3 separate regions of the Hordeum vulgare genome follow, and regions 1 and 3 are each linked to region 2. The links are chromatin contacts, called in public Hi-C maps. All regions are on one chromosome and are shown on one strand. Each heading gives the region's core, a stretch centred on a gene start, on an enhancer-like site or on the middle of the called end of the contact. The rest is flanking DNA. Distances are from core to core; before and after follow the strand shown.

Region 1 (4,523 bases), core at 509-3,008, 45 kb before region 2:
ACACCCCTTTTATCGATCCAACAGTGGCCCGTCATACTTTTCTAGTTATATGACTCATATGTCATAGACTTATTTTTTTGCCAAATCTTGCCACACTTGTGGTGGCCATTTTTTGTGGCAGTCACACTTTGCTTAAGGTTAGTTGTGGCAAAGTTAGTTATGAACCAAAAAAACTCTTACTGTCCTTGTGACGGAAGAACGACCCATGAATATCTCCCAAACTCTAAGAAAATGTGAGGCAGCATTTAAGATAAAGTTTTGTTACAGTCCTAAATAAACCATATTTTCATGCAAATATAATGGGGGATATGTGGTGGTCGACAGGTCGAGTGACTCGAGTGTGATAGTATATCTTTGATTTTATACTAGCAAAAGGGCTCGTGCGTTGCAACGGGAGAAAAAAATACCACACGCTTTTAATCTTTTTATAACCATTTTGATTTATTAAAATAAGCTAACTAACTAATGTAGTCAGTCCTATCCTATTTTGTTGAGAAATCAACCCGTCCATTGTTAATTCCACCATGATGAGAAATTGAGCGGGACAAGCAAAGCAAAACAAAGAGGCTACGTGAATTGATCAATGGACTGTTATCTTATTTCACTCATGGGGTAGAGAATGTGAGATTAGATGACAAACTGAAGGTGGTGTTCCATTCTCTCTCTCTACAACAATGCAATCTTACATTCAATACATTCATTCATCAGCAAACAAATTCCCACAAAACAAAATTTCTTGCCGGTGCTTGGCACACGTTGGAGGCATGGGGAGGGGATCTCACCAGATGACGAGTTCCTGCCGGAGGAGGGGATACGATGAGGGGAGCAAGGGTTAGGCGCCTCTATCTGGCCATAAGGAGTCGCCGTTGCCGCGCCATAACCTCGGAGTTCCCCGTGTGAGCCATGGAGGCCCGCCTCCACCTGCAAGTACTTCGCGCCGACGCGCCTTATCCGCGCGTTGCCGCCTTTCTGCATCGAGCAGACGCATCATCCCAAGTTGCTGTAGCTGTCGCGTTGATTTAATCCAGAAGTTGTGCTCGAGCGTCGAAACGGGGGTAGCAAGCGGGCAGAGGTACGGCCGCGGAGGCGGGTGGGTTGAGATCGACAGCAGTGGTGGTTGAGGTCGGCCGGGGCGGCGAGTGGTGTGGCAGCGGCCTGGGCACATGCCAGGGTGGACCAGGGTCGATGCGATCCGCTCGAGCGCCGCAATGGGGGCAGTGAGCAGGGAGAGGTATAGCCGCGGAGGCGGGTGGGTTGAGATCGGCAGCGGTGGCGTTGAGGTCGGCCGCGACGGCGAGTGGTGTGACGGCGACCTGGGCACAGGCCAGGGTGGCCCAGAGTCGACGGGAGGAGGCGATGCGTACGGCTATAATTTTTGCAGCGAATCGTTTTTCCCTTTTGCGTTGCAGATAAATGATGAAGCGCGGGTTGAATAACAAAAATTACAGGTGCTTTTTTTATAAAAATGATGTTGTGGGTTTTTCGACGGAAGCAATAGCCGTTTTATTATTAGGTATAGATCTGTGTTATCTGTCTTGTACTTTATACTGACGAGAACCTCTTGAAACTTTTGAAAATTAAAATGGCCAATTTTGTATGTAGGGAGAAATAAAAGACTGTTTTTTTTGAAAAAAAAAGAAAAACAAGAAAGACTGTTGCGAATGAGGAAATCAAAGTGTCCAGCAATGGCTCTGAAGCCCATTAATGATGGCCTCTAAAGCCCCCTAGAACAACCACCAGTTAACGGACCTAGAGATCTTTCTCTCTGCGAAATTACTTCTTTCTGTCCCGCTTCCTCTCCAACCCCACCATCAGTCCCTCCAAGCCACCCTAACCGGCGGCCATGTCGAAGTTCTGGAGACCAGGGTCGGAGAAGCCTAGCGCCTCGCTCGTCGACGATGAGGAGGGCGGCGTCCTCTTCCTCCCGACCAACACCAGCGCTTCCTCCTCGTCCTCCGGGTCCGCTCATTCAAACCCTAAACCCTCTGCCTCCTTCCCCTTCTACTTCGCGCTCCCCTACCTGAGGTTCCTAAACTTGTGCCCGGGCGCTATTCCTCTGTTTTGGTTGGTGGTAGGTTTGGGTACGCGTCCTTGGAGAGGCTGAGGCAGCGGCTGCCGGTGTACAAGTACCGCAAGGCCATCCTCTACCTGGTGGAGCGGCATGGTACGACCATCATCGTCGGCGAGACGGGTAGCGGCAAGTCCACGCAGATCCCTCAGGTACTTTCCTCCAGCCAATTTTCTCTCGTACGGCCAATTGGGGGGGGGGGGGGGGGGGCTCCCTAGATCATTTGAGAATCTGTTTCTGTGCTGCGCTCTATCCCCGGGGGGGGGGGGCATTCGGCCGAAGAAGTGGTGTGTATCATCGGTGTTGTATTTGGATTCCAACAAGCACCTCACGTTTACTGGATTACTGACTGGGCGAGATAAAGGGCTTTGCCTTATACTCCCTCCGTTCCTAAATATAAGACCTTGTAGAGATTTCATTATAGACTGCATATGGAGCAAAATGAGTGAATCTACACTTTAAAATATGTCTATATACATCCGTATGTAGTCCATAGTGCAATCTCTACAAGGTCTTATATTTAGGAACGGAGGGAGTATTTTGTAGCAGTGATGGTTCCTCGTTTCTGCATTTGATTGATGCCTCTGGTTCGTATTTTCTATCGTGTCACCATATTGTGTGCCGACATCCTACCAATATAAGTATATATCAACCAATTCTCACAGTAGGATATTAAGCATGAAGAATGGCTGGGGTGACAGATCACTTACATGCATTATCAGATAAGAGTGGTGAGGGGACAGAATAAAAATAGAGAGGCGAAACATTGTTTACAACTGAACTGAGCCATATCTTTGTAATATACTCTGGATACTGTTGACATTGAAATTCGAAGCCATGCTGAACCAAAGTAGTTTGCTTAGTTGCACCTATATTTCAATTGACTCTAGATCTGCTCCAGTTTTTGAATCTCAACATATATACTTGAAGGTTGATGGAAAGTGTAGTTTGGTTGGTGAAAATGCCAATTTATAATATTTGAAAGAATGTAAGCCGCACACGTCAAAACTCTTATGCGTATTGCCTATCACATCATCTGTAACTGTTATGCCTACTGCCTATCTCATCAACTTACTTGCAGACTATGTTTCATTTCTAACTTCATTGTATTTTGAACCAGTATCTTAAGGAGGCTGGTTGGGCTGAGGGTGGTCGACTTATAGGTTGCACCCAGCCAAGACGATTGGCTGTGCAGGTATCAAATGTTTAAATGTTCATCAAGTTGTGCATCCTTTTCTAGATGCTATGTAATACTAGGTCTCTCTTTTTACTGTCCTGTGAGAGCATGCACCAGATTATTCTTTTGGGTGCGCCCCTAGCATGGCGAGTAAGGCTCTTAGCTAATTATCTGGAGAAAGTTTCTATATTATATAGTTCTGGATGCTCTTCTATCACATTCTACCTCTCTTTATATATAGCTCCAGGTCCATGCTAAATTTGTAGCAAATCAAATCCTAAAAATATGGATCTAAGAATTTTTCTTTATTAGGGAGAGATAACTCCTAAAGATAAGCTTGGACTTTCTCAGCAATGGAGGCTTATCCAGCTGCCCCTTTGAGACCTAGCCGTTTGTGACAGGGTTGTCATGTGGTAGTCCCCAAAAGTGTGTAACAGGAGACAACACCCTGCAAAATTATGTATCTTAACTACTCTATGTGACAATCCAACATTGAAATGCATTCTGCTGGGAACTTATTCATGTGGTACGACAGTGATTTCTGGCATTCTATTACAGAGAAGTCAGTTGATAAAACCATATCTGTACTGCTTAGGATGGTAGCTGAATGAAAATTTTGCTGCTTTGGTCTACTAATTTTCTCGTGTTCCAATTTTTCTTTTCTATTCTTAGACTACACTTATAGATCCCTATCTTTTTATGATCACTTCCCTTTTCAACCCATCCCAATAATTTGAACAGACGGTTGCATCAAGAGTAGCTGAAGAAGTTGGTGTGAAACTTGGAGAAGAAGTAGGATATACAATAAGATTTGAGGATGAAACAAACCCGGTATGATCTAGGTTTCTTTTCTTGCACTGATTTTCTTTATCTGAATTCTACAGCATCATTTCGGTTTAAGGGGTTTCATACCCTATATACTCTGCTTATGCCATATACGGTTTGACAGGGCATGACCATGATAAAATTTCTCACAGATGGGGTACTGATTAGAGAAATGATGGAAGATCCTCTTCTGAGCAAATATAGGTACCATGTTATGACCCTCAATATTAGTATGACCTTAAGCTGGCACTCCCAATTGTGACAGGTCATGTTTGATCTAATTTCTGTTGTTATTGTGATTACGCATTTGTGGTGATAATTGTTGTGGAGCAAAAGCACCTTCTTCAGTCGGATTGTCCCGTACAGGTTTTACATTATTCACATACCAATCATGTTTTTCTGTTTATTTAGTGTCATTATGATAGATGAAGCTCATGAAAGATCCATTTCAAC
Region 2 (4,611 bases), core at 1,245-3,744:
TAGTTTAGTTAGCAGTCCAAAAAATGAAGGCTGGTAGCCCCAAGGTCCATAGGTTTTCAGGACTGGGCTCCATGTTGGTACCCTGTGTTTGTCAGATACGGTGGCAACGGCTATCTAGTCACCTGCAGTGGTCATAGCCGCTTCGAAGCCAATTCATGGTTATTGGCTTTTCCTAACCGTGTTGAATGGTTAGGTGCAATCTATTAGATACTGCCATCACACCCGTTTACCAGATGATATAGATTCCACTTTGCATTGTACTCATATATACTTTAGGGATTCTTGTTATATTCCAAATTTCAACTCGTCCATCTTGATCATAAACAACCAGATTCTTTATCGCTGGGGCATAAGCAAAGCGACAAGCAAGTCAGGAAGCGAAGAAAAGGAGTTGTAAGGCGCTGGTGTTTCTCAAAGCCGCAGTTCGTTGCTTTTTGCTTCCACTTTTTTTCTTTTGACAAGTGGAGTGTGTATCCGGCAGACAGTTTGAACTTTGAGGAGTACTCCTATATCTTCAACATGAGGCAAAGAACAGTTAGATTGTGGTAGGTCCTGAAATCTAAGGAGTCGCCAGTCAGCATGGTATCTGCAGTAGTGCTCTGCTGATTTGATAAGGTCATACCGAAAACGGAAAGGAGTGCAAAGAGTTGCTTCGCATCCTAGGCCAATGTGCTTTGTGTAACCCATTGGCCGGCTTTCCGGTGTGTCATGCGGCAAGTTAGTTGCAGAGCCTGTCAAAGAAAAAGTTAGTTGCAGAGTGCCAAATGCAACGATATCTGAACTTGAACCAACGGTCTAAATTGCCCTCCATTCTACACTAATGATGATTGCCCAGGCTAAGAGCATCTCTAGTAGAGCACTCAAACCCTTAAAAATAACCGTTTTTTTACATTTTTCATCGGAAAAACCTCAAACCCTTAAAAATAACCTTTTTTTTTTACAGTTTTCATTGGAAAAACGGTGTAGACTTAAACCCTTAAACCCGTAAAAAAAATTAAAGGTCCAACCCTCAAACCCCTTCCCAGCCTGTAGAAGTGAGGGTTGGGAGGGAAAACTCCCCCCAACCCGCACTCATTTTCCCACATCGTGCGGGAGGCAGTTGGTTCCCTCGCGCGGGAGGAAGCCGCAGCGGCCGTCGCCAGCCCGCCGCCCTCCGGCTGTCGCCCCGCTGCCCCTCTGTGCTTCGGCCGCCGCCCCCCGCGCTCCGGCCGCCCCGCCGCGCGTGTCGCGCCCGCCTCGCCCGCCGCCTGCCTCGCCCGTCACCTCGCCTGCCCCTGCACCCGCATGGCACCACACGAGCCCGATCTGCCCGACGAGCAGCTGCATATGGCATTCTGCGAATATGGATAAGTTGTACTTCTACATATCGATACTACAGTAAATTTTAAAACTCTGCCCATATATAATGTTTCTTTGATATATGATTGCATAGATGCAGAGGGGGTGGTGATTTGAGTGCACATGCATGAGAACTAGAGGCAATTTGTAATTTTAATGGGAACCAAGACATGAGAATTGTAATTTGCTCAAACATTGTTGTAATAATTTGAATGATTATTGTTTTATTCGGTGGTGTAATAATAACTAGAATGATTATTGTTTTATGTCAAATGTGATGAAATTTGTGATATGTCATATGATGAAATGTGTGATATATGAAATGATAGTTTTAAAGGTTGGGGTTGAGGCAAAGACTCGAACCCTCAAACCCAACCCTTATAACGGAATATTCCGTTCCGTTATAAGGGTTGGGTTTGAGGGTTCTAATCTTTGCCCCTGTTTTTCAACCCTTATGGTCAATTCTCAACCCTTAAAACTGGTTTTAGATTTAAGGGTTTGAGGGTTTTACTAGAGATGCTCTAACAGGATAGAACGGGACAAACTTTGGATGAACTTGTAGCGTTTCCGCGCTTTTGCGGCTGCAAACTAATGGAAGTGCTTTCGACATGTCAGTTTATGACTAGTGTCGCAACTGCAGACAGATGGAGAGCCTCTTTCTTCAGCCGAAGGCAACGAACAGGAGTCAGCAGTCCGCATTGTATCTAGTGTTCTTACAACTTGGATTGGATCTCGCACTTTGTCCTGCCGGCAAGTCATCCTATCCTGGCCGTTTTATTTTGAACTCTACTTTGTTTCTTCTTGGATCCCAACGTACTATGAACCAGGAGCGTATAAAGCAATGCATATACAGCCAAAAAGGAAACGGCGTCTTATACTTTTGCCGACTCCATGACAAGTGTAGCGCAGCTAGAGGAGCACTCTACGTGGCAGTGCGGCAAAGAAGCTGAGCTGTCGGCTAAATTTCAACCATCTGACTAATAATTGTTTCACCACCGTCAGGGTTGCATGATTATTATTCTCTGCCTTCTGGCTAAATTTCAACACCATAAATCTGTCGAAAGTTGAATCGTTGTTACAGGATCAGCGCCCGGTCCGGTCAGGATTACATCTCCGTGCGAGCACGTACGGCCGGTCTTTGTTCCCGGTGACGTTGACGCTTTGCCACGTTCCCCCTTCGGCGTGTACATCCCGCGGGCGGCTCGCCGGCCAGGCACCAGGAGGATACGCGGTGTCCGATCCTCGCGGTTGACACGCGTGGTGGAAACACAGCTGAGCTGAGTTTGATTTATCCTTCCCGTCGATCGAAAGCGAGACGGGCGATTGAGAAACAGTTCCAGGGAAGTCGTCCTTGCCGACAAAACTACATATATTTCTTTTTAGGTGTCAGGGTGGAATGGTAGATCTCGTGTTCCTCCAGCAATGGGTTATGGGTGGTTGATAATCCATGAGGGAGCTGGCGGTTTCACGTTCTTTTCAATTCGGGGTGATCGTGATCGTCCACTTGCGCTATCGTATTCGGAAATTCGGGTGGTATGATACACTTCCTCGCGACCACCATATCACTGCGATGCTGCCATGATCTCTACCTTCGGAGGCGAGCAACAATTTTTTTAAAAGAAAAGTCATACGCTGGACTTTGTCTGTCACAACTAACCAGCATCATACAAACAGTTTAATCAAAATACTCAGGGCCGGCCATCACAAAATATGTTAACCATAGCTCGGTGGCACGCATGCCCAAATGACAGATACGAAGGTACACACGCCAACCACTTTCTGCAAAGGGAAGATCCAGCAAATTAAGGAGATGGTGTGGCGGAAGGAGATGACAGTAGATTGACAGATCCTCGAACTTTATTGAACAACGCCTCCAACGCATCCCGATCGACAGGTTTAGTCAATAATTTCCACTCCTGCAAGAGAATAGACATTTTAAACAAAACATCAGTAGGTTTGTTAGGAAACACACCCTCAATGGTGAATTTGTTTCTCATAGTCCATAATGACAAACAAAGAGCACCCATCCCGACCCAAAAAACCCTCTTAGAACGCCCCTAAAGGTTAGAGGTTAACAAGCGAACATCCGAAAACAAAGTGGGGGCCCAAGAGGTTTGCAACCACGATCGAACACAACCTCACATCAACTTGGCCAGAGAACAACCAAAGAAGATATGGTTAGTATCCTCCTGCGTAGAGCATAAAGCACAAAAGGCCGAGCCACGGCCATTCCTCTTTCAAATTTGATCAACAGAAGGCAGCCGACCCTTAGAGGCCTGCCAGAGAAAAATCTTAATTTTGGGAGGGATCCTCGCAGCCCAAATGGGTTTGAACTTGGAAGTAGTGGTACCCGAGATAATTCTAGTATAGAGAGACTTGACGGAAAACTTCCCAGATGCAACATGGGGCCAGGTAACCGAGTCCTCCTCCTCCGAGAAGATCGGGAACACAACAACAAGACGATGCGAGTCCCCCAACTTTTCGGGAGAAAGGGACCTACGGAAGCCCAAGTCCCAGTTATTACGGAAGAGCTCAGAGATTGAGATCTCGGGATTAGAACAATAAGAAACAAAGTTGGAAAAGAAGAAGCAAGAGTGGAGTCACGAGACCAGCAGTCCAACCAAAAACAACTGGATAGACCATTGTTGACCACAAACTTGACGTGCTCCCTAAAAACGCCCCTCGCCTTAATAAGGTTCTTCCAAAACTGTGATCCACGAGTCGCCAGGGAAAACATGGGACTACCATCAGGGAAGTACTTAACTTTAAGTAGATCAAACCAGAGGGTGCCGAGAATAGCAGTCATAATCTTCCACCACCACTTAATAATAAGACAAGTGTCCATAATCGAGGTATTCAAAATTCCTAGCCCCCAAGGGTTTTAGGTCCGCATAAGACATCCCACTTGACAAATCTATATTTTCGCTTGTTGTCCGCAGGGTTCCAATAAAAAGCACCTATATGCTTATCAAAACCTTCTTGTGTGCCCTTAGGCTGTCTATAGAAGCCCATGGTGAACATATGAAGGGAAGAAAGGCAAGCATTACTATGCCAAATTTTCCCAGCTGAGGTGTTGTATCTCCCATGCGAGGGCATGACTCTATTACCCACCTTAGAGACCAGAGGTTTAAATTCCTTGGCACAAAGGTGGAAAGGGGAGATAGGAATCCCCAAGTACTTAAAAGGAAAGGACCCAAGAGAACAATTAAGAAGCCGGGACACCCGTCAAGCTTCATTATCCTCAACCCTAGTGACAATGACCTCACTCTTAGA
Region 3 (4,135 bases), core at 1,256-3,755, 54 kb after region 2:
ACTACTTTGCGGATAATCCCATGTATCCCGAGCCGTATTTCCGGCGCCGGTTTAGGATGAGCACCGAGTTGTTCAGGTGCATTTCAGAGAAACTAGCAAGCCATGACCGGTTTTTTCAGCAAAGGAGGAATGCCGCCGGAGATCTCGGGAATAGCACCTTTCAGAAGGTGACAACCACTTTCTGTATGTTGGCATACGGTGTCCCCGCTGATCTAGTTGATGATCACTTGGCCATGGGTGAGAGTCAAGCCATCATGTGTATCAAGCGCTTCACAGTCGAATTGTGCAAGTGTTTGGCCAGGAGTATTTGAGATCTTCCAATGTTGAAGACGCCACAAGGCTATTGGAGATGAACAAAGCTCGTGGCTTCCCAGGTATGCTTGGCTCAATAGATTGCATGCATTGGAGTTGGAAGAATTGTCCTAAGGCATGGCATGGGCAATTCCATGGCCAAAAAAGGGTTCCACTATAATCCTTGAAGCGATGGCCGATCAAGAGACTTGGATTTGGCATGTTTTTTTTGCAATGCCTGGATCTTTGAATAGCATCAACATTCTCAACCGGTCACCACTCATGAATAAGATTGCAAATGGTGAACTGCCACCGGTGCAGTTTGTAGCAAATGGTCGTACATACAACTATGGCTACTATCTTGCGGATGGCATCTATCCAAAGTGGCAAACATTTGTGAAGCCGTTGAAAAAACCAGAAGGTAAGATTTTTTTTTATTTCCACAATGCCTAGGCGGTGGCTAGAAGAGATGTGGAGAGAGCTTTTGGGATTTTGCAAGCCCATTTTCTATTGTGAGAGGACCGGCTAGATTTTGGGATCAAAAGATGCTTTGGTACATCATGCACGCTTGTGTGATCATGCACAACATGATCATCGAGAATGAGTGTGGCCAAGATTTAGACTACTCTCACTATGAGCACTTGGGACATCCCGTGCGAGTGCGGCGGAGGGCTGAAAGGATGGCCCGTTTTGTTTCCTCTTATCATGCCATTCGGCGTCCCGAAACACATAATGATTTGTAGAAGGATCTCATCAAGGAGTGGTGGACATGGAATGACCGACAAAGAGCATCATGATTTGTGCGTTTGATGATGTATTGTTGAACTATTTGTTGTATTGAAACATAAACTATTTGTTTGAGTTGTAATAACGAAATTGAACTATTTTTTGTTGATTTATTTTATTTGTATTTGATCTTTTTGATTGTGTTTTGAGAGCATATGTTGTCTGAGCGATAGCGCGCGCTGCATTTTAGCGCGCCTGCTGGAGCTACGCGCGTGCTGCATTTTACAGCGGTCGCTGGAGCGAGTGCTGGTCGCCGCGCCAAAACAGACGGACATCACGCCACAAACTATTTTTTAGCGCGCCGCGCGTTGGACGGCTATTGGAGATGCTCTTAACTATATGCTACTGTAGATGCTTCCTAGCGCATCGCAATATAAAAGCATCTCCAACAGCGGTCCAACGCGTGACACCCTAAAAATCAGTTTGTGGCGCGTCCTTCATCTGTTTTGGCGCGGCGGCCAACGTTGGCTCTAGCGGCCGCTGTAAAATGCAGCGCACGCGTAGTTTCAGCAGGTACGTTAAAATGCAGCGCGCACTATCGCTCAAACAACATATGCGCTCAAAACACAATAAAAAAGATTAAACACAAACAAAATAAATCAACAAAAATAATTCAATTTCGTTACAAATCAAACAAATAGTTTATTACAATTCCAACAAATAGTTTATCTTTCAATACAACAAACTCATGTAAAAAATGTATAGTCGAATCCAATACATACCTTGCGGGCGTTTTGTCGAACACCTTGCGGGCGTCGAGCCGCAGTGGGCGGCCGGGCGCTGTTCTTCGGACGGCTGCCGCGCGCGAGAGGCGGCGGTGACTAGAGAGAGACGGAGGAAGCAGCGGCGACGCGGGGGATAGGCCGGGGAAGTGCCAGAACGATCGCCGGCAAAAATGGGGTGGCGCGGGCGGCGGCGGCACCACGGCTGGATGGGTAGGTGGAGTTGCGAGCGGGCGCTCGAGTATGCAGCGTGCGGGAGCGGGCGCAACAAATAAACGACGCGCGATGACAAACGCGCGCACGATTTTTACGTCTTTGTTGAAGCGCCTGAAATGATAGGGGGTGAAATAAACTAATTTTTCAACGCGATACTTATTTAACGTGTGTGTTAAACATCAATACAAATTTGGCGGAAACGCGGGCATTCCGCGGAGCCAACGCTTTTGTGCCGCTTCTTCCTTCAAAAGCTGCGTGTGACGCGGTTAGTTTATTCCAAAGCCTGCGAGCCATTTTCTTCATGCTCATCTGCGATCTGTCCAAGCTGTGCCACTAATTTATGTTTGTTAGTCAAAAACGGATTAGCGTCGCTGCGATCTCGTTATGATGTAGAAAGGCGACAAGGACATCTTCTTTCTTTGATAAAGGTGAGGAGGACTTGGTGATGATGGAAAGCCACCGGGTGCCTCCAACTTGCACTGCCATGGTAGTTGTGTGGACGTAGCAATAAGTGCTGACGTTATACGTGCTCATTTAAACTGAGCTTATCCAGATCTGAAGGGTTAGTGAACTCGGGTGACTAGGACATGATTTTGAGTTTTAACTTAAAACCATCACAAAGATTAGGTTTCATCCCAGCATGGCATGGATTGGGAAATGTATGAGTTGATGAACCTTAGAATGATCTGGCAGAGTCGTCGTATGGACAACCTTCATATCACATATATAGTGCGCTCCATATGGACATGAAACTTGTCGAGCGAAACCGCGCACACAATGTCACGATAACTTAAGATTCATATGTCTTGCAAGTAGGGCCCAGTTGATTGTGCAAAAAAAAGAGTAGGACCCGGTTGTCATTGGGTCATAGGTTCTTTTTCAAAGAATTCAAACAAACACATTGGCCCTGTTTGGATCATAGGGTTAGAGTTAGAGTGGGTTAGATTTGAGTCATCTAACCCTTAAAAGATCCAAACAGGTGGGTTAGAGTTGGTTAGATGTATCTAACCCACCCAAAAACTCTAACCCATCCAAGAGGTGCTTTTTTGGGTTAGAGTAGGTGGGGTCCAGGAAAAGAGAGAGATTCAAAGTAGCCAAATGATTAAAAAAGAGCATTTATTGTCAATCTAACCCTTCCATCCAAACACCTTTAGACTTAGAGTTAGTTAAGGTTAGTTCAAGGGTTAGAATCTAACTCTAACCAAGTTAGAGTATCCAAACAGGGCCATTGAACTAGAACATAAGCATTGATTTCATTGCTAACCGGGACAGAAAATTAGTCGCAATGCGACTTACATTCATAGCACATGATAATAATTAGTTAAACTAGTTATCATGTTGCCAAGGTGTGTAAGTACCTATATCCGATTTTTTATAGACAAGGCAAAAACTTTAACTCTTTACGTTAATTAATATAATAAAATTGTGTGTCCAAACCATGTGAAATCTAAGGTAGGCATGCACAAAACCAGTTTTCAAATATGCCGGCAAGAAACATAATGCATATTGTCGCAAGTGTGTGGCCATCACCTGTCACCCACAGCCAGCAATTTTAACTTGAGAGTTCACATGAGACACCCATTTCGGCTGTACCAAACCGTTTCCTGATCTTGTTCATGAAAAAAGAGCAATTATGGTGTATTTTTCTCCGAAATGGATGCAACGGTTGCCTCGTTCTATCATGGGCAATTGGGCAGTCAAAGCACGCTAGGAGGTCGGTGCGGCTCACGCATCCCCTTGATGTATGGGGACATGTAACATGCATGATTCAAGGTTTTGACATACAAATATACATTTATAGTTTGTAACGGCAACAAAGGCAGATCATGCCATACACATGGCTCTGCGTAACCACCCATGTTACGTGGGTATGCAGTATGGATGCGAAGCCGCAGCTGGCAATTTGAATTATTTCAGACCATTTATTTCAAAACATTTGACGATGTGTATTTAATGAAGAGACGTTCATGTGGACTACGAAGATGTTTATGCCGACTTCATCGATCTCAAGATAACATGTCGGCTTAATCTTTTAAAAGCGTTCATACAAATAATATATATAAGGGTCTCCATCTGTAATGTGTTAAAAAAACAAGTGACAACTGGCAGGTCCCACTCTG

What was found. Hi-C and Micro-C count contacts between places; a contact is called where the count stands out from the background.
Region 1: a Hi-C map of leaf shows a contact between it and region 2, with 2.4 times the contacts expected there. The contact joins the promoter of LOC123443153 here to the enhancer-like site in region 2. A contact is called at or near these places in 3 of 6 Hi-C or Micro-C datasets (leaf and seedling).
Region 3: a Hi-C map of leaf shows a contact between it and region 2, with 2.8 times the contacts expected there. The contact joins two enhancer-like sites. A contact is called at or near these places in 2 of 6 Hi-C or Micro-C datasets (leaf and seedling).

The regions. Positions count from the first base shown.
Region 1 is chr3H:109,352,265-109,356,787 of MorexV3_pseudomolecules_assembly, reverse strand. It overlaps LOC123443153 (probable pre-mRNA-splicing factor ATP-dependent RNA helicase DEAH9), which reads left to right and starts at 1,758. Exons shown (of 25, transcript XM_045119438.1): 1 at 1,758-1,959; 2 at 2,076-2,220; 3 at 3,189-3,263; 4 at 3,987-4,076; 5 at 4,195-4,274; 6 at 4,482-4,523. The coding sequence starts at 1,844.
Region 2 is chr3H:109,307,869-109,312,479 of MorexV3_pseudomolecules_assembly, reverse strand. No RefSeq gene overlaps it. Among protein-coding and RNA genes, the nearest start is that of LOC123443153, 45 kb to the left of the region's middle. Within about 2 kb of position 2,494, at least 2 of the 3 cell types and tissues checked have open chromatin away from gene starts, as enhancers often do. A contact at or near this core is called in leaf, where this site is marked.
Region 3 is chr3H:109,254,816-109,258,950 of MorexV3_pseudomolecules_assembly, reverse strand. No RefSeq gene overlaps it. Among protein-coding and RNA genes, the nearest start is that of LOC123443153, 98 kb to the left of the region's middle. Within about 2 kb of position 2,505, at least 2 of the 3 cell types and tissues checked have open chromatin away from gene starts, as enhancers often do. A contact at or near this core is called in leaf, where this site is marked.